4 separate regions of the Sus scrofa genome follow, and all the other regions are linked to region 1. A link is a contact called in public HiChIP or PLAC-seq and promoter capture Hi-C data. All regions are on one chromosome and are shown on one strand. Each heading gives the region's core, a stretch centred on a gene start, on an enhancer-like site or on the middle of the called end of the contact. The rest is flanking DNA. Distances are from core to core; before and after follow the strand shown.

What was found. Promoter capture Hi-C pulls out the DNA fragments that hold promoters and counts their contacts. HiChIP or PLAC-seq counts read pairs in DNA pulled down with a chosen protein or histone mark.
Region 2: an H3K27ac HiChIP or PLAC-seq map of alveolar macrophages shows a contact between it and region 1. The contact joins the promoter of HAX1 here to the promoter of UBE2Q1 in region 1. A contact is called at or near these places in 2 of 5 promoter capture datasets (fetal liver and liver), 2 of 47 Hi-C or Micro-C datasets (embryonic fibroblasts and heart right ventricle) and 1 of 2 datasets of contacts at active chromatin or transcription factors (alveolar macrophages).
Region 3: a contact with region 1 is called in a promoter capture Hi-C map of fetal liver, with 2.7 times the contacts expected there. The contact joins the promoter of ATP8B2 here to the promoter of UBE2Q1 in region 1. A contact is called at or near these places in 2 of 5 promoter capture datasets (fetal liver and liver) and 6 of 47 Hi-C or Micro-C datasets (embryonic fibroblasts, fetal skeletal muscle, heart right ventricle and 2 more).
Region 4: a contact with region 1 is called in a promoter capture Hi-C map of liver, with 3 times the contacts expected there. The contact joins the promoter of IL6R here to the promoter of UBE2Q1 in region 1. A contact is called at or near these places in 2 of 5 promoter capture datasets (both in liver), 4 of 47 Hi-C or Micro-C datasets (embryonic fibroblasts, retroperitoneal adipose tissue, skeletal muscle and 1 more) and 1 of 2 datasets of contacts at active chromatin or transcription factors (alveolar macrophages).

Annotation. Positions count from the first base shown.
Region 1 is chr4:95,219,679-95,222,618 of Sscrofa11.1, forward strand. It overlaps UBE2Q1 (ubiquitin-conjugating enzyme E2 Q1), which reads left to right and starts at 1,471. Exons shown (of 15, transcript XM_001929469.6): 1 at 1,471-1,649; 2 at 1,652-1,678; 3 at 1,681-1,919. The coding sequence starts at 1,595.
Region 2 is chr4:95,469,398-95,472,337 of Sscrofa11.1, forward strand. HAX1 (HCLS1-associated protein X-1) reads right to left here and starts at 1,575. Exons shown (of 6, transcript XM_021089792.1): 1 at 730-1,575; 2 at 1-220. The coding sequence starts at 782. UBAP2L (ubiquitin-associated protein 2-like) reads right to left here. Exons shown (of 27, transcript XM_021089781.1): 27 at 1,725-2,044. The coding sequence ends at 2,006.
Region 3 is chr4:95,447,664-95,450,603 of Sscrofa11.1, forward strand. It overlaps ATP8B2 (phospholipid-transporting ATPase ID), which reads right to left and starts at 1,530. Exons shown (of 28, transcript XM_021089757.1): 1 at 1,348-1,530. AQP10 (aquaporin 10) reads right to left here. Exons shown (of 6, transcript NM_001128454.1): 6 at 2,590-2,788. The coding sequence ends at 2,590.
Region 4 is chr4:95,379,567-95,382,506 of Sscrofa11.1, forward strand. IL6R (interleukin 6 receptor) reads right to left here and starts at 1,501. Exons shown (of 10, transcript NM_214403.1): 1 at 1,417-1,501. The coding sequence starts at 1,501.

The DNA.
Region 1 (2,940 bases), core at 221-2,720:
GATTCACATATATATTCTGAAATAATACTTCAGAGTATTTTCCATTACAAGTTATTACAAGATTTGAATATAGATCAATAAATGGGAGTTCTTACCACAACCTTTTATGCTCCCAACTTGCACATTCAGACAGAGGTGACATGCAGCAAACTCTTCAGTCTCCTCAAAGGAGATAAAACAGCCCTAGGCTAGTTCTACACCTCAATCATCTTTAAATACCAAGAGCCCAACTTAGGCAAAGAAGACTTTTAATCAACCACCACTGACGACATAAATGAGTAGCCCAATAGGAAGCACCGAGGTCAACTTCAAATAAATGTTAACTCACTTTAAGCCAAGTGAGAGGAGAAAGAGGCGATCTGGCCAGGTTCTCAAGCCCCGAGGCGTCTTGGTAGAATCCCCCGGGCCTTTCCACAGGCTAACACCTGCCCTTGGCAAAGGAACGCCAACTATGGGTCTCTGGAACCTCTGCCAGCTTTGTCCTTTGTGATAGTGCCACCTAGCGAGGCTCCAGAGGCACTGCTGCCTATCCCCGGCAATGCCGGGACCACTGCGACAAGGTGTTAGCGCTTAGGACTTGAGACTGGGAAAGTGGTCCGCCCAGGCTTGCGTCCCTCCATCTTACTGCCGGGTTAATGGTGTAAACTAGTCATGCACTGCTCCCATGACACCGCAGAGGAAGCCCGTGCCGTCCCACCCCAAACGTCGTCCAGACCCCGAGAGTCTGATAGCCGTGAAAGGTTAGCTTATTGGCTACTCTTCGTACATAATCGACCAGCAATCACTTCGTGATTTCAATTCCAATCCTCGGAGGGAGGCAAAGCAAGCATTACTATCCTCATCTGTCATTGCACAGATGAGAGAAATGAGGGAAGGTAATTAACCCAAGGTCACAGAGGGTCCTGGCCCTGCCAATCCGGCTCATTCTCCAATCCCATGTCCCTCATTCAGTGTGTGCCCAAGGGGACAGAGGCTCGGGCACCCTGCGCCGAGGACAAGCGTGGGTGCGCAGGACAAAGCAAATAGGCGACCGCAGCTCTCCGTCTTTCTTCCGACCACCGAGCGCCCGGCACGTTCACCGGTGCTCGGCGTAAAAGGGCCCAGAGCAGGAAACAGAGTCCCGCACAAGTAGCCCCTGGGAGCACGCGGCGCCGGGTCACGTGAGAGGGGAGAGCCGGCGAGGGCCGTCGCACGCACGCACGCACGCACACCCGCCGTACGTAAACACGCACTGAGGCTCTGCAAGCCGCGAGCTGAAGCCCTGGGTCACATGTGGAGGGTGGCCGCGGAGAACAAGGGGCGGGAAGAAGAGAGGTGTCACGTGAAGGAGGTCAGAACAGCGAAGTCACGTGAGAGGGGACGGAGGCGGAGTCTCCGAGAAGGAGGAGGAGGGGCGCGCGGCTTCCGGCGGCTGTGGGGGGGGCCAGGGAGCGGAGGGGGGGGGCCCTGTCCCAGAGGTGGCGGCGGCGCCATCTTGGCGAAGGGGGGATCAGGAAGTGCGGACCGCGGCGGCGGCGGCGGCGGCGGCGGCGGAGCCCGGAGCGGAGGCCGGAGGCTCCCGGCCCGCCGGCCCCGGAGCGGAGCGGAGCGGAGGATGCAGCAGCCGCAGCCGCAGGGGCAGCAGCAGCCGGGGCCGGGGCAGCAGCTGGGGGCCAGGGGGCGGCGCCGGGGGCCGGGGGCGGCCCGGGGGGGGCCCGGGGCCGGGGCCCTGCCTGAGGCGGGAGCTGAAGCTGCTCGAGTCCATCTTCCACCGCGGCCACGAGCGCTTCCGCATTGCCAGCGCCTGCCTAGACGAGCTGAGCTGCGAGTTCCTGCTGGCTGGGGCCGGAGGGGCCGGGGCGGGGGCCGCGCCCGGACCTCATCTCCCCCCACGGGGGTCGGTGCCTGGGGATCCTGTCCGCATCCACTGCAACATCACGGTGAGGACCCCTTCGCGTGCGCGTCTCTGGGGACCTCTTGTCTGGGACTCGGGATTACCCCACACGGCTTTTTGCTCTCCAAAGACCTGGGAGGCCGAATCCCCCTCTCGGGGCTAGGCTCCTTTTCTCCAGGTTACACTTGTTTGTGCCGTTTGAGGTTCTGTCGTGCACCTGGAAAGAATCTCTGCCCTTCATAGTGAGGGACACCCGACATATGGCGCCTCAACTACCCCTTTCCACTAACCCACCCACATCCATGGGTTCATGATTTTGGCTACTAAGCAACTTTACCTTGCCACCCAAGAATGCCCCTCTCATCCCCCCACTATCACCTGAAGGTTCCAGGCTGCTGCACTGACTTGAGCTGGAAGGACCTCCCTTGGAACTCTGCAGATTTCAGTGATGCCCCCTTTTCAGTAGCACCTTTGATTTAGGACGTTGCCACCTGTGGGATCCCTGCCCAGGCATCTCTTATTTAGCCCCTCTTTCAGTTTTATTAAGTGATAGTTTGCAGTTCAGCGACTCCTCTTTTTGGATTCCCTTTTATTCTGGTATAACCTCTAACTCTCCTCTTGCCCCAGCTGGTAGTCGCCACTCCCCTCCTGGTCCCTGTGGGTATCTCTCGTTGTCTTGGGTTCTTGCCTTTCCTGGTAATGATGGTGACGTTTGGGGGCTATCCCGTTTATTCTGACAGTTCCTTCTTTTTTCCTAGTGAACATCATACCATCCTAGGTGCGCTAGAGTAGGAGGCACCTTACATGTCCTAGGCTATACCCTCAAACATCCTGTGAAGAGGTTTGGCCTCTGATAATCTGGGAATGCCTGATACTGCATGGTGTAGCACTTACAGTGGTTGATACCACCTGGTGTGATAGTGTTTGCCCTGCTGGCAGCACTGGTTAGCGAGCCAGGGGACAGTGCTTTAATCCAGGCAGGCAGACTGCAATTGGGAGCAGCTTGGGGAAAGGCAGACTTGTGAATTGCGTGGCGCTTGGGGGTCTGAATTCAGTTTACATGGCTC
Region 2 (2,940 bases), core at 325-2,824, 250 kb after region 1:
CTCGCTGAAGATACTATTGAAATCCCGTACTAAGTCATCGAAGCCAAAATTATCGTGGAAACGCATTCCTCCTCCTGGGCTGAAGCTGAAGCCAAAGCCAAATTCCTCGGGAGGCTGGGGACCTTCAAACCTCGAGCTCCCCTGGCTCCATGTGGCTTCTTCCTCTTCATCATCTTCATCTTCGTCGCGAGTCATCCCTCCAAAAAAGGGATCTCTGTGGCTGGGGATGGATGCAGATTGGCCACCAAGATTTCGGCACTACTTAATCTATAAAACCAGCTAATGGTGGACAAGAGTAGGAAACTGGAAAGCTGAAGCGAGCGTTAGAGAACTGGCCATCGTGTCTGTTTTGTTTTTATCAAAGCCAGTCCTCGCCTCGCGGCTCCCCCAAACATTTCCCCTCAGCTTTTCTTCAGCGTTCCCCAACCCCTCCCCTCTCTCCCAAGGTCCCGCTCGCTCACTGACCCCTTCCCCAGAGCTGCATTGTCTTCCCCACACTTGGGCCCCTGCTGCATCACCCCAGAACGGAGAAACGTTTAAGCGCCTGTTTCTCCTCTTAACGACTGCCTTGGTTACTGCCGCGGGGTGTGTGCTCAATGTTGTGACTTCTGCCCTCTCCGCAGGAGTTGCATGAGTGGGGAAAAGGATGTTTTTCCAAAAACAGTGTGTCAGGGGTCAAGCTTCCCTCAGCGGATCCCCCTCCCTTATCTGACCCGGACCCATTCTCACCTCCGAGGTCTAGAAAAGCCGAAAAATCCCCGAAAGAGATCAAAGAGGCTCATTCCCGTCGTGGGACTCGAACCTTCGAACCCCAAAGCCGGGGGGAGAAACCAAAGCTACGCCGTCGGAAATTGAGCGAAGCGTCAGACCACGCTGCCTGAAAGCAAGCCTGCGATCGGTCGGACACTGTCGTAAAACGACCGTAAGCGGGGCGTGGTTGAGGGCGGGGCAGGCCTATCGAATTCGAAAGGTTTTTTCTTTTACCCCACCTGTTCCCTGTGAAGGGAGTGGGTGTACTTAATTTTCGTTTTCCAACAGTCACCTGACTCCTAAGCCAATTCCTTCTGCCGACCAATGCGGTCGGTCCGACAGGGTGTCTCAAGGGTTTCACGCCGCCGGATGGCACCGGAGGCAGCCGCCAGAGGGCAGCCCATCCGCACAAATGAACTGGACCAAGGCCCTCCCTCACCGCCGGCTCACTACACCCATGGACTCCTCCTGGACCCGCCTCGGTTTTGTTTCCTGACTGAGCCAATTAAGTCTGATACCAGAGGGATGGACAAAACGTTGCATCAAGCTCCTTCTAATGTAGTGACTTCCCCAGAGTTGAGTAAAAGAAAAAGACTCAGGGAACGCAAGGACTTCTCTCTCCAGCTGTTAAGAATTCCTCTAATTCTTCCAGGCAAGCTCTGCAACCAGCAGGTTAAAGACTTCATAAGAGAGCAAGGGAACTCTTGGGAGGGAAAAATTGGGGGCTTTTAGTATCTTTTTCCTATCATTTGACTTTCAAAGCCTCTGCCTCCCTGTACCCCACCCCCATCCTAACCCTGGCCTGACTCTAGACTTCTTTTCAGGGGCTGGGTATTAGTTATGTGAAATGAAAGCACTCAAGCGTCAAGAACTACTGCTTCAGATTTGCTGGCCAACAACAGTGCATGTTGCCCTCATTTCTTTCCAGTTCATTTGCCTGGACCCATCTTAATTAAACTGATTCTGCAAAGCCATTTCTTTCAGTTTTCATTTAATCCTCTTCCGTTCCACCCAGTATCTGCTATCCATTCCACTCCCTTCACCGCCTAAAATCTGCTGTAGATCTGGAGAAAATGAAGATTTGCAGTGATTCTTTCCAGGCCACGCCGTGAAATTCTTAGGGGAGAACGGAAGGGAACCCCCTCAGGGGCAAGATACTAGCACATTAAGGTCGGAGTTCTTAAAGGGCGAAGATTTCATTTTATTCCACTGCCTTCGGGGCCTGCTAGAGAAGGCCCAGTTGGTACAGTAATACTTATTCACCAAGCTGGTCATCGACGAGACTGAGGATATCCTAGACGGAGCAAGAATGGGCAGAGGCTGAAGGTAGAGGTTTTCTTTTTATATATACAAGACACATTAATCCATTAAATTTGAAGACACAGTACAAAAAAAAAAAAAAAAAAAAACACTTCAACTAATTCATCTGACAATGCTGTTCATGTTCATGACACCATTTTTTGTTGTTGTTGTTTTGTTTCCTAATAATAAAGGAGGAGACTTAGGGCTGTTGGGCTGATATATATTTGGGGGTCCCCCCTCCCCACCTCACCCACACCACCAGGGTGAACAGGAGGAGGAGAAGGAAGGGCAGGGCCCACAGCAAAGTTTCATAATCTTGAATGCAAGAGGGGAGGAGGAGAGGAAAGGAAAAAAAAAAAAAAGAAGAAAATACAAATCCTATAATACATACAACAGAGTGGGGATGGTATGGGAATGGGACAGACATGAAGCTGAGGCATGGGGTGGGCCGCTGGGTGTGGGGGGCAGCGGAACCCCCCCACATTCCTTTCTCTCTTTGATGCTGTTTCCATAGTTGCCAGGCTGAGAAGCCCTCTCAGAAGATGGGACCGGGAGAAGAGGGTCAGGGCCTCAGTTGGCCCCCCAGCTGTAGCTGTTGTAGGCAGACTTGTTGGTCTGGGGCTTCTGCGGGATGGAGCTGGTCTGGCTACGTTGCCCGCTGCCCGTCTGCAGGGGAATGGGAGGATGAATGGGGAGGAAAAGTCTAGTTAGTGGGACAAATTTGTGACATCTTCAGGTGGAGATTTGGAAATTGTTTTACTCTCCCATTCCCCTTGCTTAGAGCTACTCTGAAGCTTATCCTTTTGCAACCATAGGAAATTTGATTTATACAGCAGCTAGAGCACCTCTGGCAAATAAAAAAGCACTTTCAAACTTCAAATAAGGGAA
Region 3 (2,940 bases), core at 280-2,779, 230 kb after region 1:
CGATCAGGCAATACAGAGCCAGAAGTCCTTTTCCTTTCTGACCCTTCCCAACCCTGGCAACCAAGGGTGCCTGGCTTAGGAAGAAAAACCTCAACCACGTTTCAAGATGCCAAGCCCTCCTCCAGGGCCCCCAGCCAGGGTCTCCACCCAGGCTAGAGTCTGAGTCATAGGAGGGTGGGGCAAGGAGAGAGAGGTTAAAAGAGAGGATGCAAGGGTGGGCATCACAAGTTCCAAAGCCAGCCCCGCCCTGGTAAGGGAGGCAATCAAGAATCGCTTTAAGCCTGAAGATCTGGGTTTGAGTCCTAAGAAAGAAAGAGTTAACGAAGGAGCCACATGGGTTCTTAGGAGTCAGGAGCCTGGACACCAACCAGGAAAGTTGTTTTACCTCTAAGACCCTGGGGAGGCTGAAAGCTGGCTTGGCTGAAGACTTCATCCCTCTGGGGGGCCGTATTAGGGAAGGAAAAGGGAGGTGGGAGACCTGGGAACAGGAACTTTCTCTCACTTCTCCTTCCCAGTCTCATACAGCCTGGCTTTTCTGAACCCAGGCCCATCAGCCACGTTGCTCTGCCCCGTCACCCTGCCCCAGCCCCCTCTGCAGCCACATTTGGGATAAAAATAGCCAGCTCTGGGAAGAAGGCAAAGCTCCACGAAGGAAAACGGCTCCTCCTCTAGGCCTGGCCCCTGCTCCCTTCCAACCCAAATCCAGGAAGACTGACTCCTTTTTTTCAGAGAAAACCCGCAGGGATTTATCGGCAGGTCAGGGAACAGAAGCGAATGGAATCCAAGACCCCCAGCTCACTTGCCACCAACACCACACCTGGCCACCTTCCATCGCCAAGGACAGACCCAGGACTCACTCCCAGCTCTGAGCTCCCAGAGAGGTTTGCACCCTTGGTTTTCCCGCACGCACAGAGATCGTCACCTTACAAAGCCGACATCCCTAACTCCCTTCTCCAGAAACCCACACCCTCGGACCCGGGTACTCCTCTCACCCCCACAACTCTCTGGGCGCTTCTCCTCTCTCCGCTGCTCCATAAACTTCTCCTCCGCACTCCTGTGCCCCTTTCCTCGTCTCCACGCGCCCCTTCAGCACCCCACCCTCCCATCCTGAGGACGGCCTCCAGAATCTCCCCCCACCCTCAGGCACCCAACACCGTCTTCTCTCCAGTCATCCACTCCCGGTCCTCCTCCGTCTCACCGCAGCTCCGACTCCCTGTCCCCTGGCCTCCCCTGCCCACACCCTCCGCCCCGGCTCCTCCAGCCCGGAGTCCGCGTCCGCAGCCGCATCGCCCCTGCCCTCCCGGCCCCGCGCTCCTGGGCTGCTGCCCCCGCCTCGCCTCGCCTCACCTCAGCGCTCAGCGCTCGGCGCCCGCCCCGGCGGCCCCGTCCTGCCCATGCCGGGGGCTGGGGCGGGGGGCGCTCGGCTCAGCTCCCCGCGGGCTCCCGCCCCCCCAGCAGCAGCCCCTCTCCCCCCGGGGCCTCGGCCCGCTACTTTGTGTCAGTTTCGGCCACGGCGGGGCGGAAGTGACGGAGGTGGCGGGAGAGGGCGGGGGGCGGGAGGGGGTTTTGGGGAGGGATGAGGGCGAGGGAAGGCGGGCGCCGCCATCTTTGTGCGGGGCAGGGGGAGGGTCTTAACCCCTGCGATGCTCGGCGGTACGCGGCCGCGGTGCCCGCCCACCCACTCCCAGATTTATCCCGCATTAAAAAAAAAAAAAAGTCTGGAGGCAAGGTAGGGCTGAGTTTTGCTTTTTAAAGAGTGGAAATAGAAGGACGCTGCTTCTCTGCTAAAAGAGCGTCTTCTTCAAGGAGGTGTGTGAGAGTTGGGAAGCGGTGAGCGACGAGATTTTTCCTCCGCGCCAGCTGTCCCTTGCCCCTACACTGATTTCCCTCGGAGCCCTCTGTCCCTTCACCTTCTCTCCTCGCCCTGGCTCATGTCATTGTAGTTCACCCGTTGATTGAATGACACCGTCTGGAAAGTCTAGGCATTGGCTCGTGCCTCACTTTCTCCGCCTAGCTCCCCCAGACTCTAGGCGCTTGAATGGCTGTGTTCCACTGGCGGCTGTGTTCCTTCTCCCCGTACCACCACGCCCCCTTGGTGGAGGCTGTTCGCCCACTCCTAACTACTGTCTGGGGGTGGCTGAATCTAGGCGAGGTGCCCCAGTGAGCATCAAGGCGGACGGCGCTGAGGTTAGGAGAACTGAAAGTCAGGCAGTGGGGACTAAGCTTTGGAGGAGGTCCCCTGCGTTATGCTCCGAACTGGATGGATGGCCTCCACCACCCTGCAGATTCCCTCAGCCTTCCCAATCCGGTTTCCAGGGTGCGCACCCTCTTGCGGCTACTTTGAGGAACTACGTTCCTGGAAGTCCTGGGGTCTGAAAACCTGCATGGGGAAGGAGGGGATGAAAAGCCTGGGTCCTAAACGGGATCCCGCTCTACCTGATCCTCCTCAGTTTAGGAGGAAGCGATGACTAAATGAATAAACAGAGAAGCTTCCCAGGGCCTGGTGTATTAATAAAGAGAAAGAACGTCTTGTCATCAGGCAGAGGTCTCCAGCCGTCTTCAATGTCCATGAGAACTGTCATGTCAGAATCACAGCTTACTCGTCCACATCTGAGTTGCAGCAGGACTTTCTCTGGCTGAGACTTCAGGTTGGGCACAGTTTACTTCCTGAGCTGTCTCTGAGTCCTCAGTATGGTGCAGAGCCACCAGCAGCTGATATGTGGCTGTGCCAAGAGCGGCCCCCACCAGAGGACACACCACAGGCACCCACCACCAACCATTACCAGCGCTGCAAGAACAGGAGGGAGGTATCAGGGGTGAGTCCCTTAGCCTTCCCCCAAAGGACTGGGGGTAATAAGAGAACTCCCTAAAGCAGTTCCTGGGGTGATAGACACCAGAAAGAGGGTGTTTTGGCAGCAAAGCATAGCACTTAGAGAGGAG
Region 4 (2,940 bases), core at 251-2,750, 160 kb after region 1:
AGGACCCTCAGCTTGCCCCCCAAACACCCCCAGCTCTGCCTGCTGGGCTAGTTCTACATTTGGGAGTCTTCGGGACCTACCACATGGGCGCAGAGGAACATGGAGGAGTGGGCCTCCACCAACTGAGCCTGACAACCTCCTATCCCAACCTCTGTGACCCTCAGTCTCTTCTTTGGAACCAAGTAAGATTTAGATCCCGTGGTGAAGGATTAGAAAACTCATGTCAAGCACCAGAGGCCTCCATCAACAATGGCTACTACCCACAGGAGTTATAAATGTGTGCCAAGAAAAAGAATCCCTTCACCTTCCTCTTCCAAAGCCAAGGAACACAACCATTCAGAAAGCAGAGAGCTGCAGGCACATCAGCCTCTAGCTCTCTGCAGCAGGGAGTGAGAGACAGGCAGAGGGTGGGTGTTCATTGGGGCAGGAGCACCGTGGGGTCTAGCAGTGCCTTCTAGCAGTGAAAGCCAGAGCCCCCACCTCGCCAGCAATCCGTTCCCAGAAGCCTGCCGGCTGCCCGCATGGTTTTCCACTGTGTCCTCAAAGAAGCCCTCAGACCCTAAAATAAACCTCTGGACAAACAGTTGCCCGGCTCCTCCAGAGGAGCGACTAGACACGCAGCTGGGCATGCCGCCAGAGCCCAGAGAAAGGACTGCCGGCCAGAGGCGGATTACAGTCCGCAGGAGCAACAAGTGCCCCCTGTCCCCCTGCCTCCCCCTCCTGTGGTCTGGCAGTGGAGTCCAGTGTGTGCCAGCCTCAAGCCGCCCCAATCCCTGGCCAGCCTCCCCACTTGGCCTCAATTCTCAGGGGGTAGGCATCCAGCTTGCTAGAGCTCGTGTCTGCCTAAGCGAGTGCCGGCAACAAGGCAGCGGGAGAGTCCGTGACTCAGAGCCCATGAAATCAGTCCCTTCACAGTCAAGGCACTGTCATCCACACATGAACCCAGGGGGCGGAGGGGAGAGCCAGGAGGAGTGCCTTCCCCAAAGCTGAGGGGCAAACGGGGCGCTGGTACCAAGGACGCCCCGGGCAAGAACTCCACTCCGCTAGGGCATCGCCTCTTAAAGTAACCCGGGACAGCTGTGTAAGGATTCCCGGGGGCCCTGGGAAGGACATACGAGAACACACCTTGTCCTGGACGCAGACCGCAGGGAGCTTCCCGGCCACAGAGCCGTCACGGGGAGAGCGCGCCCGGCCAAAGGCGCAGGACGCAGCAGGGGGCGCGCGAGCGAGGGGCCGCCACCGGACAGCCGGGGCAGCCCGGGACCGCACCTTGTGCCGCGGGGACCCAAACTAGCCCCGACCAGGGGGGGCCGTCACCCCTCCTGCCTCCCTCCGCTGCCCTGAGTCTGCGGCAGCCGCAGAGGTTCCCCCACCCACCAGCTGTCCAAGCCCTTCAGGTGCGCCCGAAGCCCTTACCCAGTTTGGAGCAGCCCCTCGGGGCCAGCGCCATCCCGGGCGCGGCAAGCAGAGCGGTCAGAAGCGCGCAGCGGACGGCCAGCATGCTTCCTCCTCAGCTAATGCCCCATGATCCCAGAGAGGCAGCCAGGCAGGCGGGCGGGCGGCCGGGCGGCCGGGCGGCCGGGGCGGGGCGGCGGGCGGGCTCAAGCCCCGAGGGCAGCCCCCATCCCCGGGGGGCCCGCGCTCAGCACGCAAGGCTAGTCCCCGAGCCCCGCGCCGCACTCGACTCGGCTCCCTCTGGCTGGGCTCCTTGTCAGTGCGACTTCCCACTTGCACATGACTCAGAGCAGCGGACGGTCCTGGCAACGCAGGAAAACATTTGAGGAACTCGCGCTGGAGTCGTCTCTCGGCCGGCCCAGAGTGCTGTTACGAAAGCCGGAGCGGATGGCGCAACAGCCCCGCGCACCGGCCGAGCGGAGGGGGTGGCTTCCGGCCGCAGCGCCGCACCTGAGCCGCGAGGCCCTGAGCCCCGAGCCCAGCGGGGGCGAACTCTCCCTCCCTCTCCTTCTATTGATGAGAACAGGAGAATTAGACGCCACCAGCTCGGTTTTGATTTTTGGTTTCGTGACCAGGATTACTCTGTGAAAGGAGCACCTGGAGAGCCTGGAGGAGGCGATGTGCCTCTTACTGTTAGAGTAAAGCAGCGATTGGCAGCCCTTTCTGCCCCCTCGGAATCACTCGGGGAGCCCCCAAAGCCACCGATGTATCGCTTCACGCCCAGAGATTTAATGGATTTGATTCTGACTTAATGGATCTGGGATGAGGCTCGGGCATCGAGATCCTCGATAGAGTAAAGGTTCATCCTTTCTCCGTGCCTGTGTTCCCTGCAGCACAGGCCAGGGACAGATTTGGGCTCTGGAAGCTTCCAAATGGAAGTATCCCCTCCAGACCTCCACCTTCTGTGACAGCTGTGTGAAATCTTTTGAGTTTCTGTTTCCTCTTATGTCAGAGAGAGATAAGAAAGTCAATATCAGGATGGTTATGAAGATACCATGGTTATAAAGATCTACACACTTGACACAGGGTCCAGACCACAGGTGCTCCATCGATGTCAAAACAGGCACGTCCACCCTCCTGATGTGATAGATAGAAACTGGTACTTGGCTTTCAGAAGCAACCACAACCATCTCTTTAAAGGGCCCACCAAGGTTCCCCAGGGACCCTGAATCTGACAGGTGGCCTCAGAGCTGAGTTTGGAAGGAATGAAAATTACTGAAATAAGGTCTAGGCTGAGAAGTTTCTGGCCCAGCAAGTGCCTATGAAGATGTGCTTTTCCACTTTGGGCTTCAGGACCAGGACCAAGGCTCCTGGGGCAGCAGGAGTGGGCATGGTTTGGTGGAAGCCCCCAGGGGATAGGATCCGGCCTGAAGAAATAGGGTTTCTGCAATGCAGCCGGCGTGCTTCTAGGTTTCTCTGTGGGAACCTCCCATCAGCAGTGCTTGGCAGAACCAGGCACCTGCCCCGACCCACCCCATGCCAGAG